Linked DNA regions of Sus scrofa: regions 2 and 3 are each linked to region 1. A link is a contact called in public Hi-C and HiChIP or PLAC-seq data. All regions are on one chromosome and are shown on one strand. The core of a region is the stretch at or near the end of the contact, and the rest is flanking DNA. Distances in the headings are between cores, read along the strand shown. Region 1 holds the start of LOC110259833 (kinesin-like protein KIF19). Region 2 holds the start of TTYH3 (protein tweety homolog 3). Region 3 holds the start of LOC110259834 (proline-rich protein 36-like).

What was found. Hi-C and Micro-C count contacts between places; a contact is called where the count stands out from the background. HiChIP or PLAC-seq counts read pairs in DNA pulled down with a chosen protein or histone mark.
Region 2: a contact with region 1 is called in an H3K27ac HiChIP or PLAC-seq map of alveolar macrophages. The contact joins the promoter of TTYH3 here to the promoter of LOC110259833 in region 1. A contact is called at or near these places in 1 of 47 Hi-C or Micro-C datasets (embryonic fibroblasts) and 1 of 2 datasets of contacts at active chromatin or transcription factors (alveolar macrophages).
Region 3: a contact with region 1 is called in a Hi-C map of epiblast stem cells, with 2.2 times the contacts expected there. The contact joins the promoter of LOC110259834 here to the promoter of LOC110259833 in region 1. A contact is called at or near these places in 5 of 47 Hi-C or Micro-C datasets (embryonic fibroblasts, epiblast stem cells, fetal skeletal muscle and 1 more).

What each region holds. Positions count from the first base shown.
Region 1 is chr3:1,665,548-1,668,837 of Sscrofa11.1, reverse strand. LOC110259833 (kinesin-like protein KIF19) reads right to left here and starts at 1,603. Exons shown (of 11, transcript XM_021085993.1): 1 at 1,476-1,603; 2 at 469-549. The coding sequence starts at 1,502. EIF3B (a long non-coding RNA gene) reads right to left here. Exons shown (of 19, transcript XR_002342196.1): 19 at 2,742-3,290.
Region 2 is chr3:1,852,016-1,855,305 of Sscrofa11.1, reverse strand. TTYH3 (protein tweety homolog 3) reads left to right here and starts at 1,786. Exons shown (of 14, transcript XM_021085989.1): 1 at 1,786-2,071. The coding sequence starts at 1,949.
Region 3 is chr3:1,822,826-1,826,115 of Sscrofa11.1, reverse strand. It overlaps LOC110259834 (proline-rich protein 36-like), which reads left to right and starts at 1,780. Exons shown (of 2, transcript XM_021086002.1): 1 at 1,780-1,984; 2 at 2,290-3,290.

The sequences.
Region 1 (3,290 bases), core at 354-2,853:
CGTCAGGGTACACTCGACCCCCCCCCACCCTGCCCCCGGCCTGCCTAGCCACTCTGGCCCCTCAGACCCCGTCCTGGCTGCGAGAAGCTGGTCCTCAAGCGGACACCCCGACTTCCGCTTTAGGGCACCTCCTCCCCCTGGAGACCCCACCTCTCCCACCTCCTCTCTGTGAGCTCAAACGTCTCATCAGAGGCGCTTTGCAACCGCCTCGGTCCGCTTTATTCCCCTCTGTGCCTCAACTCCCAGCAGCACACTTTCGTCTCTTGTTTGATGTCCTCCCCACCCACCCCCGACCCCACACTAGGAAGGGAGCGGGGCCAGGGCTGGGGCCGGGGCCCTGGATCCCCTCTCGGCTCCATCCCGGCGTCTGGAACGTGCCTTGAGCACGATGTTAATTTTTCTGGAAGGAAGGGAGGGAGGCGAGCACTTGCGGGCGAGCAACTCCGTGACCCCGAGACACCGCCTCACCTGGTCCCCCATCTTGTGGGCGATGACAGTGGCCCCTTCCTCCAGTTCCGCGTCATTGAGCGGGCGGATCCGAAGCGCCACCTGTGGGCAGGACACCGCGGCAGCTGCCTTCCGGGCTGGGGAGGGAGCTCCCCCTCCTTCTAGCGCAGAGACCCCGGCCCGACCTCCCACGAGCCTTCCACTCCTGGTGAGATAGTCAAGGCCCCTGATCCCCGGGCCCCCCAGGTGCTAACTTCCTTACGCAGCCTCAGGAACAAGAAGAGCACTGTGGTCAAGTGACCCTCCTCGGTCTGAAGGGAGAGACTTCAGCACAGAGAGGCGAAGTCATTTGCCTAAGGTCACACAGCTGCTAAGGCATCTCACCACCTCGCCGGCTTTTTTGCCCACTGCCCGAGGAACCCAAACCTTCTTGCAGGCTGTGAGCATTTCTGAGCAAAAGCTGCTTTTTCAAGTAGGAAATCCCTGCACTCTGCTTCCCACCTGCCCCCTCTCCGAGGGGCCCTCTGGGACCACGCTGCCCCAGCCTCCAGTCCACCTTGGTCATGGGTGAGCTGCCCCTGAAATCCAGCGCTACGCTTTTGGGCCCTGCTGTCCCGTCTGTGAGGTGGAGAAAGTTCCTCCGGACGGGCTCTCTGTACCCAGCCCACCGTACGGGCAAGTCTTTGGCCTCAGCCCATCCCATGTCACCCCGGAGAAGGGTCTGCTCAGGCCTCGGGGGGCCTTGATTGGGCTGGAGTGGGGGTTCCATTCATCCTGGCCGGGGATCGTGGTCCAGGCCCCAAGCTCCCTGGGGAGTGAGATTCAGAGGGCAGGAGGGCCCTAGGGCCCCTTGAGGGAAGGCTCAGCGGAGCGGGGCTGGGCCCTGGACAGGGACCCAGGCCAACAGGAGACCCGCCTGACCTGTGACACGCAGGCGTGGGGTGCAGTGGGTCAGGAGGCCAGGGCGGGGAGGCGGCAGCCCCGGGACACGCAGCCCGGCGGAGCCGGCACACGAGGAGGATGCTCACCGTGAGCGGCTGGTCCTTGGGCTCCATCTCCCTCAGGGCAGGGCTGCCCCGGGCCGGGAGGGTCCGCAGCCGGGCCGGAGGGCGTGGCTGGCCAGAGAGCTCCTTCCTGGCTCCCCGCTCTCCCGGCGGGAGGCCTGTCCACACGTCAGCCCCGCCCCGCCCCGCCCCGGTGACATCAGCGGGGCCCCAGGAGCCCAGCTAGTCCTTCAGTGTCTCAGCAACTCAGGGACTGCCCAGGCGGTTGGGGTGGGCCCCCAGTCTAACGCCACGGCAACCGCAGGCCGAGCCTGCCTGAGACCTGCTCCAGGCTTGGCAGGGGAGTGGCCCACCCAAGAGGGACAGATGCCACCAGCTAACATTTAATGAGCTGATTTCCTAGGACTGCTTCTCGAAACGGAGTCATTTCCTAGGGCATTTTTAAAGCAACCTTGAAATGCCCTGCAGGTCTTTTGTCTCCGCCACACCTGGGCCCGGCTCCCATGACCCGCCGGGTGTATTTACTGCTTAAACGCTGCGCTCAGCTGTTCCACTGCGGCCTCCAGGGAAGTCCCTGCGCCGCGAACCGCTGAACCGCGCGGGCTGCATTGCCAGGTCACCCAGCTCACCGTGTGCCAGGCGACAGCAGCGCTGCTCCCGTCAGGGCCAGAGACGGTGCAAATGCAGCGAACTGTTGCTGCACCTCGATACACACCGCGGTGTGGATTCACGAAGCTCTGAGGGGAGGAATCCAACTCAGTGACCCAAACCACAGAGTGCAAGGAACCAGAGGCCACGCGTACCGGCAGGGCTGGGCCCCAGGTGGGGGTCACGATGGCTCCCCAGCGGGGCCAGCCCCGCAGAGGGACCCACCAGCCACGGTCACTTGGCTGCCTGTGGGCAGGGCTGTGCTGGTCCTGCCCATTCTCGTCCTTGGTGTCCAGGTCAACGCTGGGCTCTAGGACTTCCGGGCTGCGGGGCAGGGTACCCCGCTCATGTCCACACCCTGCCCCATGCAGGCCCGGCCTCTGACCCACCAGGAACCTGCTGGAGAGCCTGTCACCCAGTTCTAACAAGAGGGCAAGGCCCTCACATCCCGACCCCTGTGGAGACACGACGGAGACCAGGCCTGCGTGGGCCGCCAGGGCCCAGCGCCACCACTGCTCTCGCCACCACACTGGGACGCTCTGCCCCCTCCGGTGCCCCACAGTCTGGGTCAGGAAATTCCTCTACAAAGGGCCAGCCCTGGGAAAGGCGGCGCTACAGAGGAAGAGGGAACGCCAGCGCAAGTGCTTCAGAAATCCCTTTATTTTACGCCCTCTGTGAAGTTACAACCAGCCAGCTCAAGACAGTGAAAGTTGCTGTTTTGAAAGCTCTTTTAAAAACCTGTTGATGTGACAGAACCGTGTGCCTTTTCCTTCTTGCTGCCCTGGAATTAGAAAATCTAGGTCCTGGCACACTCAAGTTTAAAGGACACGAGAAGGAACAGAGTTTCTGTGATTCGGACGGGGTGTGCGGGCGCCACACGGCAGGGCTGTGAGGCACAGTGAACATTCCAGGCTCCTGAGAAACTGGGAGCAAGCAGCGCCTGGCCCACGAGGGAGGCCCGGCCGGCCGTGGCGAGGACAGGCTGCGGTCCCCGGGGATCCTCTGGGCTGAGGGCTCCATTCCGCCCAGCAGGGCTGCAGGGCGGGGGTGGCCGTCTTCTGCCCCCCACGTGGCAGCGTGGCCTCCAGCCGGGAACGTCGCCCGAGGTCCGTGCGTGGTGCAGGTCACAGTCACACCCGTGACTTCCAGGTGCGCCCGTTCGACGCGTCACTGCTTCCAGCCAGGCTTCAG
Region 2 (3,290 bases), core at 537-3,036, 190 kb before region 1:
GCTTTTCGGTTCCACCGGGATTTTCTCACCAACACCGGGACCTCAAGCAGTAGTTGTTTCTAGGCTCCGGCTCCATCCCAGAGCTCTGCCTCTGTGTCTGTACGGTGTTCTCTCCCCTTCTCTGAATCTCCGGAGCAGTACGTTCAAGTTTCCCTCTCATATGGATGGGGATCCCTGGACAGGGCCCTCTGTAATCTAGGACGACCTCATCTTACCTCGATCACATCTGCAATGACCCTACTTCCAAATAAAATCATAGTCACAGGGACCAAGCTTTGGGACCTGGACCTGTCTTTGGTGGGGACAGGATTCAACACCTTACACTGGAGTTACCACGTCATATAAAGTCTGGCCTTACCAGAGGGCAATGCACAATTTGGTGAGGTCTCTGGGGACATGGAAAGGAGCTCAGGGACCTCATGCCTCCATATGGGGACCCTGGTACGCCTGCCACGCTTGTGCTGGGGGCACGGGAATCACCGCAAAGCCAGGACTTGGTGACTGTGCAGTCTGCTGCCCGGCTGTTAGCCCTCAACTGGACGGTGTCCGAATCACCCGGAAGTGGAAACCACAGCAATGCAGAGGCCACTTTTCCCACGTGTCCTGTGGTTGCCTCTTTGCAGGAGGCTCACTGGGGTTCCGTGGACGTATCACAGGAAACTGGGCAAATGAGGGCAGTCGGATGAGCAGATGGACAGGCTTGGAAGGCCATGGCCCAGCGCTGTCCCTGCCTGCAAGAACCCAGCCCAGCCACAGAGCTGGCTGAGCCCAAGCATGGCAGACACCAGAGCCCTGGGTGTGGAAACCTGTTTCTCAGAGTGCAGGAGGCCCAGAAACAATGGCCCACGGCGATACCAAGCTAGAGCCAAGAGGATGCCTCTATTGCCCCTGGGCTGTGTAGAGAGGAGTGTGCTGAGGCCAGGCACCAGCGGGTTTCCAGCCTCCCCTGTCTGTCGTGGGGGTGGGGAGTCCCCATCCCTATAAGAGCCATGAGGATATTCCACTAGGAAGTGCGGCTCTGTGGCTTCGAAGTACACGCTCGGCCCTCTCTGGCAGCTGCCTGGATTTCCAGGCCCGAGGATGCCAGGAGAGAGCACAGTCTCTCTCCTAGGTCTTGACAAAAGACGCAACATTCCACAAAGGCTGCGGAGAAACGGAAATTGATCCCCACCTTCCACCCCCACTTGTACTGGGTCACACTCCGACGTTCTGAGCGCTTTACAGGTGCGGACACTGGTGCTCAGAGCTCAGGACCACAAACCTCTGGGTCACCAAGCCAGGCTCTGCCTTCGAATCACCCTTATTCTACAGACAGGCCACTGGGTCCCTTGCGGGGCGCTGCGGTCTAAGTGTGAGCCGTGCCTACAGGCGGGGTCGGGGGGCGGGCAGCGCAGCGCAGCCCCTCCAGGCAGTCCCCGCAGAAGCTCAGGGAACGTGCAACGGTAGAACCAAAGAGCGCGCGCCCAGGTGCAGGCAGGCTTCCGACCCTCGGCCTATCTGCGTTGGAAACGGCGGAGGAGCTCGCGGGCCCTCCCAGCCTTCCCTCCCGGCGCCCCACGGCGGGGCGAGGAGGGGCCTTGGTGGGCGGAGCTTCTCCCAGGATGCCAATGGAGGAGCGGGGGCGGGGACGAGGTGCGAAGGGCGGAGCCGGAGAGCGACTCGCCAATGACGACGCTGGGGCGGGACGACGGGCGGTGGGCGGGGGCGCGCGGAGGCGGCGGCGGCGGCGGCGGCCGCGGCGGCGAACAAAGAGGCGGCGGGCGCGGGCGGCCGAGCGGAGCCGAGTGCAGCCGAGCCGGGCCGAGCCGGGCCGAGCCGGGCCGGGCCAGGCCCAGGAGCGCGCGGGCGATGCGGGCCGCCAGGCCGGGGTCGGCGGGCCCCTGATCCCCGCGCCCCAGGCCAGCCAGGGAGCCCTGCGGCGGCCGCGCGCCCCAGCGGCCGGCCCGCCATGGCCGGGGTCAGCTACTCGGCGCCCTGGTGGGTGAGCCTCCTGCACCGGCTGCCCCACTTCGACCTGCACTGGGAGACCACCAGCAGCCAGTTCCGGCCCGAGGACACGGACTACCAGCAGGTAACACGGGCCCCCTGGGTTGGGGGTCAGATCCCGGGTCACAGCCCCTCCATTCCGAGGGTCGGGGCCCCCCTCCCGGCGGCTCACGATCCCCCTGACCAGGAACACGGCCCCCTCTTTCCTCAAGGTCTAAAGACTCCCAGCCCCCTCTTCCTCCGTGGGTCTTGAACCCTCCTCCCCGAGGGTGGGGGCCCTCCTCCTGGAGGATTTAAAGACCCCACCCTGCATTGAGGATTACTGCCCACTCCTCCTCGTGGGTCACAGCCCTCCTTCCGGAGAATCTCCTGGGTCAGGAGTCTCCCCTGCTGGACAGTTGAAGGACCCCCACCCCATGGAGGGCCCACAGCTCTTCTGCACATGCTAGCCTTCTCTGGAGTCACTGAGACCCTCCTCTCTGGGGTTAGGAGGGGCCACGTCACTCCCCTCCATGGAGCCCCTCTGCCACCTGTCAGTGCCTGCCAGGGCCCCTAACCAGGGGCAGCTCTTGGAGTGTTGCGCCGGGCAGAGCCCCCCACCCAGAGAACTCCAGGGCTCTGAGACCACCGCTAGTGCCTGAGCGCACTGGGTGCAGCCAGGAGGGGATCCCTTGCTCTTCACCCCCAGCCGGGGAATCCCACTCACTGCCGTGCTTTTGGGGGTGAGTGGTCTGGGTACATGCCAGCCCGCCTTGGCTGGTACTGACTCCCTCCTGGGCAGCCAGGCTGTGGGATGTACACACGGTGCCTGCCCAGAGACCTGGCGGGCTGTAGCCCTGAGGGACGGAGGCCCGGCCCTGTGGCCGCAAGATGGGCCTCAGTCTGGAAGGCTGGAGAGGGGCTGAGCCTGGGCAGGGCTGGGGGCGGTACCAACCCCTCACCGTCATCTCCCCAAGTGACCGGGGTCTCCCAGCGGAGCCCTAGGTCTGGGGTCATGCCAAGCCTCAGGGCCACCCCTGTCCCTGAGCCACAGCCATTGGAGTATAGGGCAGGGGACCAGGCTGTGGGCATTTCCGTCCTGCCTGGGGATCTGGATTCCAGAAGCCCCATGCCTGGGCTGCCCTGTCACCTAGAACACCCCTGGGTTTCTCTCTGGTGATGAACACAGAGCCCTGGGGTGGGTGGTCGTGGGTGGGGACAGCTTTGCTCGTAAGATGGCCTGGGGTCCAGTATCCATGGACTGTGTCACCCCTCACCAATTCAGGGTTCTGGCCTTCGGGGCCTCCCTTATCTGGAAGAGGAGG
Region 3 (3,290 bases), core at 531-3,030, 160 kb before region 1:
GCGGCGTCGTAAAAGCCCGGTGTGCAGCCTGCGCTTGCGCCGAAGAGACCTAACGAGATGCGGCTTGCGGTGCGGAGGGTTCCTTTCTCCAGCCACCAGGAGAGGTGACAGACCTGGCCCAGGAGAGGGGGCAGAGAGGCCAAATGGGAGAATGGGCATCCCCGAGCCCCCACTGCGGTACCTCCTCGTCCTTGCAGGGGTACCTCCACCCCCACCCCCGCGACGGGCCTCCCCGGAGCCCGTATAGGGATCTGCGCTGGAGCCCAGGCCGGCGCTCCCAGGTGTTCCCGTCGGGAAGGGGCTGTGTTGTCCGAGGCCACGGAACCCAGCACATCACCCTAGGGAGGGGGAGGCCTACCACTCACCACCCAGGGAGACCTGAAGGCGGCGAGTTGGAGGAGGCATGTTCTCCCATGCGGGGTGCACAGGTGGGGAGGGGGCTGTGAGTCCCCGCTGAGGACAACCAGGCTCCCGTGGCATTGCAGGGGCACTGGGCACACGCCAGCAGCCTGGCCCAGTGGTTCAGATTTGACTGGCTTCTGAGGAAGGGGGCCCAGGATACGTAAGCTCTGAAGGGGAGACGCTGAGCACCCAGGGGTGGAGACGTTTGGGGCTCTGTGCTGCCGTGGTGCCATGGGGGGAAGAGAGTGAACTGGGGACCTTTGGGCCTAGGAGCCAAAAAAGGCGAGCGAGCCCCAGGCTTGGAATGAGAGCCAGGGGCCAAGAGGCAAAGACCCTGGCCCTCTGAGGCCCCAGCTTCCTGCCTGCATATCAGGGCAGGCACAGTGGCGTCCTGCCTCTCGAGGCTGCCACACTCCTTGGCTAACGGCCCCTTCCTGCATCCTCCTGGCCAGCAACGCAGCACCTTTAGGTCATTTTTGTTCTGACCCTGGCCCTCCTGCCTCCCTCTTTTTTTTAACTGGTTTTTTTGTTTTGTTTTGTTTTGTTTTTTCCGGTCTTTTTTGCCATTTCTTGGGCCACTCCCACGGCATATGGAGGTTCCCAGGCTAGGGGTCGAATCGGAGCTGTAGCCACTGGCCTACGCCAGAGCCACAGCAATGGGGGGATCCGAGCTGTGTCTGCAACCTTCACCACAGCTCACAGCAACGCTAGATCCTTAACCCACTGAGCAAGGGCAGGGATGGAACCCGAAACCTCATGGTTCCCAGTCGGATTCGTTAACCACTGCGCCACGACGGGAACTCCCTGCCTCCCTCTTTAAAGGACCTCTCTGAGCATCGGGCCTACCTAGATCATCCAGGATGTTCTTCCCATCTTGAGAGCCTTAATTTTCTCAGACCTGCAAAATCCTTTTGCCCCCTAAGGCGACAAAGTCATAGATCCCAGGGATTAGCCCTTGGACATCTTTGGGGGCCATTATTCTGCGTACTGTGGGAAGATCTGGAGACTATCTGAGAAAAGCATTCCAGGCAGAGTGAGCAAAGGCCCTGAGGCAGCTACACGCCCAGCATGTCCAAGCAGGGAGGTGAAGGTGACCGGAGCGGAAGCATCAAGGGGAGAGTGGTTAGAAATGAAGCAGCGGGAGTTCCCGTCGTGGCGCAGTGGTTAACGAATCCGACTAGGAACCATGAGGTTGCGGGTTCGATCCCTGCCCTTGCTCAGTGGGTTAACAATCCAGCGTTACCATGAGCTGTGGTGTAGGTTGCAGACGCGGCTCGGATCCTGCGTTGCTGTGGCTCTGGCGTAGGCTGGTGGCTACAGCTCCGATTGGACCCCTAGCCTGGGAACCTCCATATGCCGCGGGAGCGGCCCAAGAAATAGCAAAAAGACAAAAAAAAAAAAAGAAAAAGAAATGAAGCAGCGGGTGGGGACTGCCAAGGGCTTGTAGGCCTTGTAAGGACTTTGACCTTGACTCAGGGTTAGGCCACGGAGGGTCTGAGCAGACTGAAGTGACCTAACACTCACTTTAAAGGATGGCCCTGCCTGCTGAGTCAAGACAGGAGCAAGGGCAGAAGTGATGCAGGTGAGAGCCGAGGGTGGCCCAGGCCAGTGAAAAGGGACTGGGCTTGGGAAAGTGACACCAGCAGGACTTCCTGGCAGACTGCGTGTAGGCAGGGGCTTTGGGTTGAGCAGTTGACGGGGAGGTATTGTCACAAAGACACAGGATTGGGGAAGGTCCAGTGTTGGAGATGTGGAGCCCGAGGTGTTCGTGAAATAACCCAGGGAAGGTTTGGAGATGTATGGTCAGGCCACTCAAGATGGCTGTTCTCTTGCTCTCTCTACATCCGCTGCCCGACCTGTACCTGCTTCACCTGTACCCGCGCTCAGGACTGACCTACCTGCAGACCTGCGCAGGCCCCAGCTGCTGATTGTTTTTATCAGCGGGCTGTGAGGGGCGTGCCTTGCTGGTTTCTCTGCTAACTAGCGCGCTAACCTGAAGTCAATTCCGCCTATGACTGGCAGGCTCCCCTTCCTCTCTGGAGCAGAGCACTGCCACTGCCCTGTCCTGCCCACGCCCGCGGTGGTTCGTCGCTCCAGGACGTTGCTGCAGACATGTAAGCTCCCCCATCCATTAAACCACTGCCGTATGTGTCGCTGACTCCAGGCTTCCTTCAGTCTTGTAGCCAGGCGAGCACAAGGCCTTGTAGGCCTGTGGGGTGCAGCCGACAGGAGAGGTGGCGGGATGAACGCGTCTGGGATTCTGGGAGAGCACTGGGTGGAGACTGTCGGGTGGAGTCTGGCTTGGACCTGTGTTGAAAGCCACAAGCCTGGGTGACATCTCCCAGCGAGTGAGTGTGGACGAGGAGATGGCAGGGCCAAGGACCGGGCTGGGGGCCTCCAATCTGGCATTTAAGAGGTGGAGGGGTGACCAGGGAGGCCAGAGGAAGCCCAGGACAGTGGGTGTCCTGGGAGCTGTGACAGTGTCGTGGGATGAGGGACCCCAGCGGATGCTGCTGATGGCCGGGTTCCACGAGGACTAGGAAATGACCGGCCATTTGGTGACCTGGACGCCTTCAGAGAAGAACAATTCAAACGGGGGCTGGGGTGGCAGGTCTCTGAAGCAGAGAGGAAGTGGGGTGCTGTGGGAGAGCGGGGGTGGGGGGCAGAGATGGTGGGTCTGCCCAGAGGCCCCCGCGACGCTTGGTCTGGCACAGGTGAGACTCACCAGGCGGGGAGGCAGGCCCTCCAGCCGCCCAGGTGTGGGTGGTGAGTGGGCAGCAGGCTGAAAGCAGCAGGTCAGAGACTACAGAAGGTGTGGAGGTGAGAGAGGCCAAGGGAGGTGACGGTGACTTGCAGCGGGTGACCAGACCCTGGGGTTTCAGGCAGCG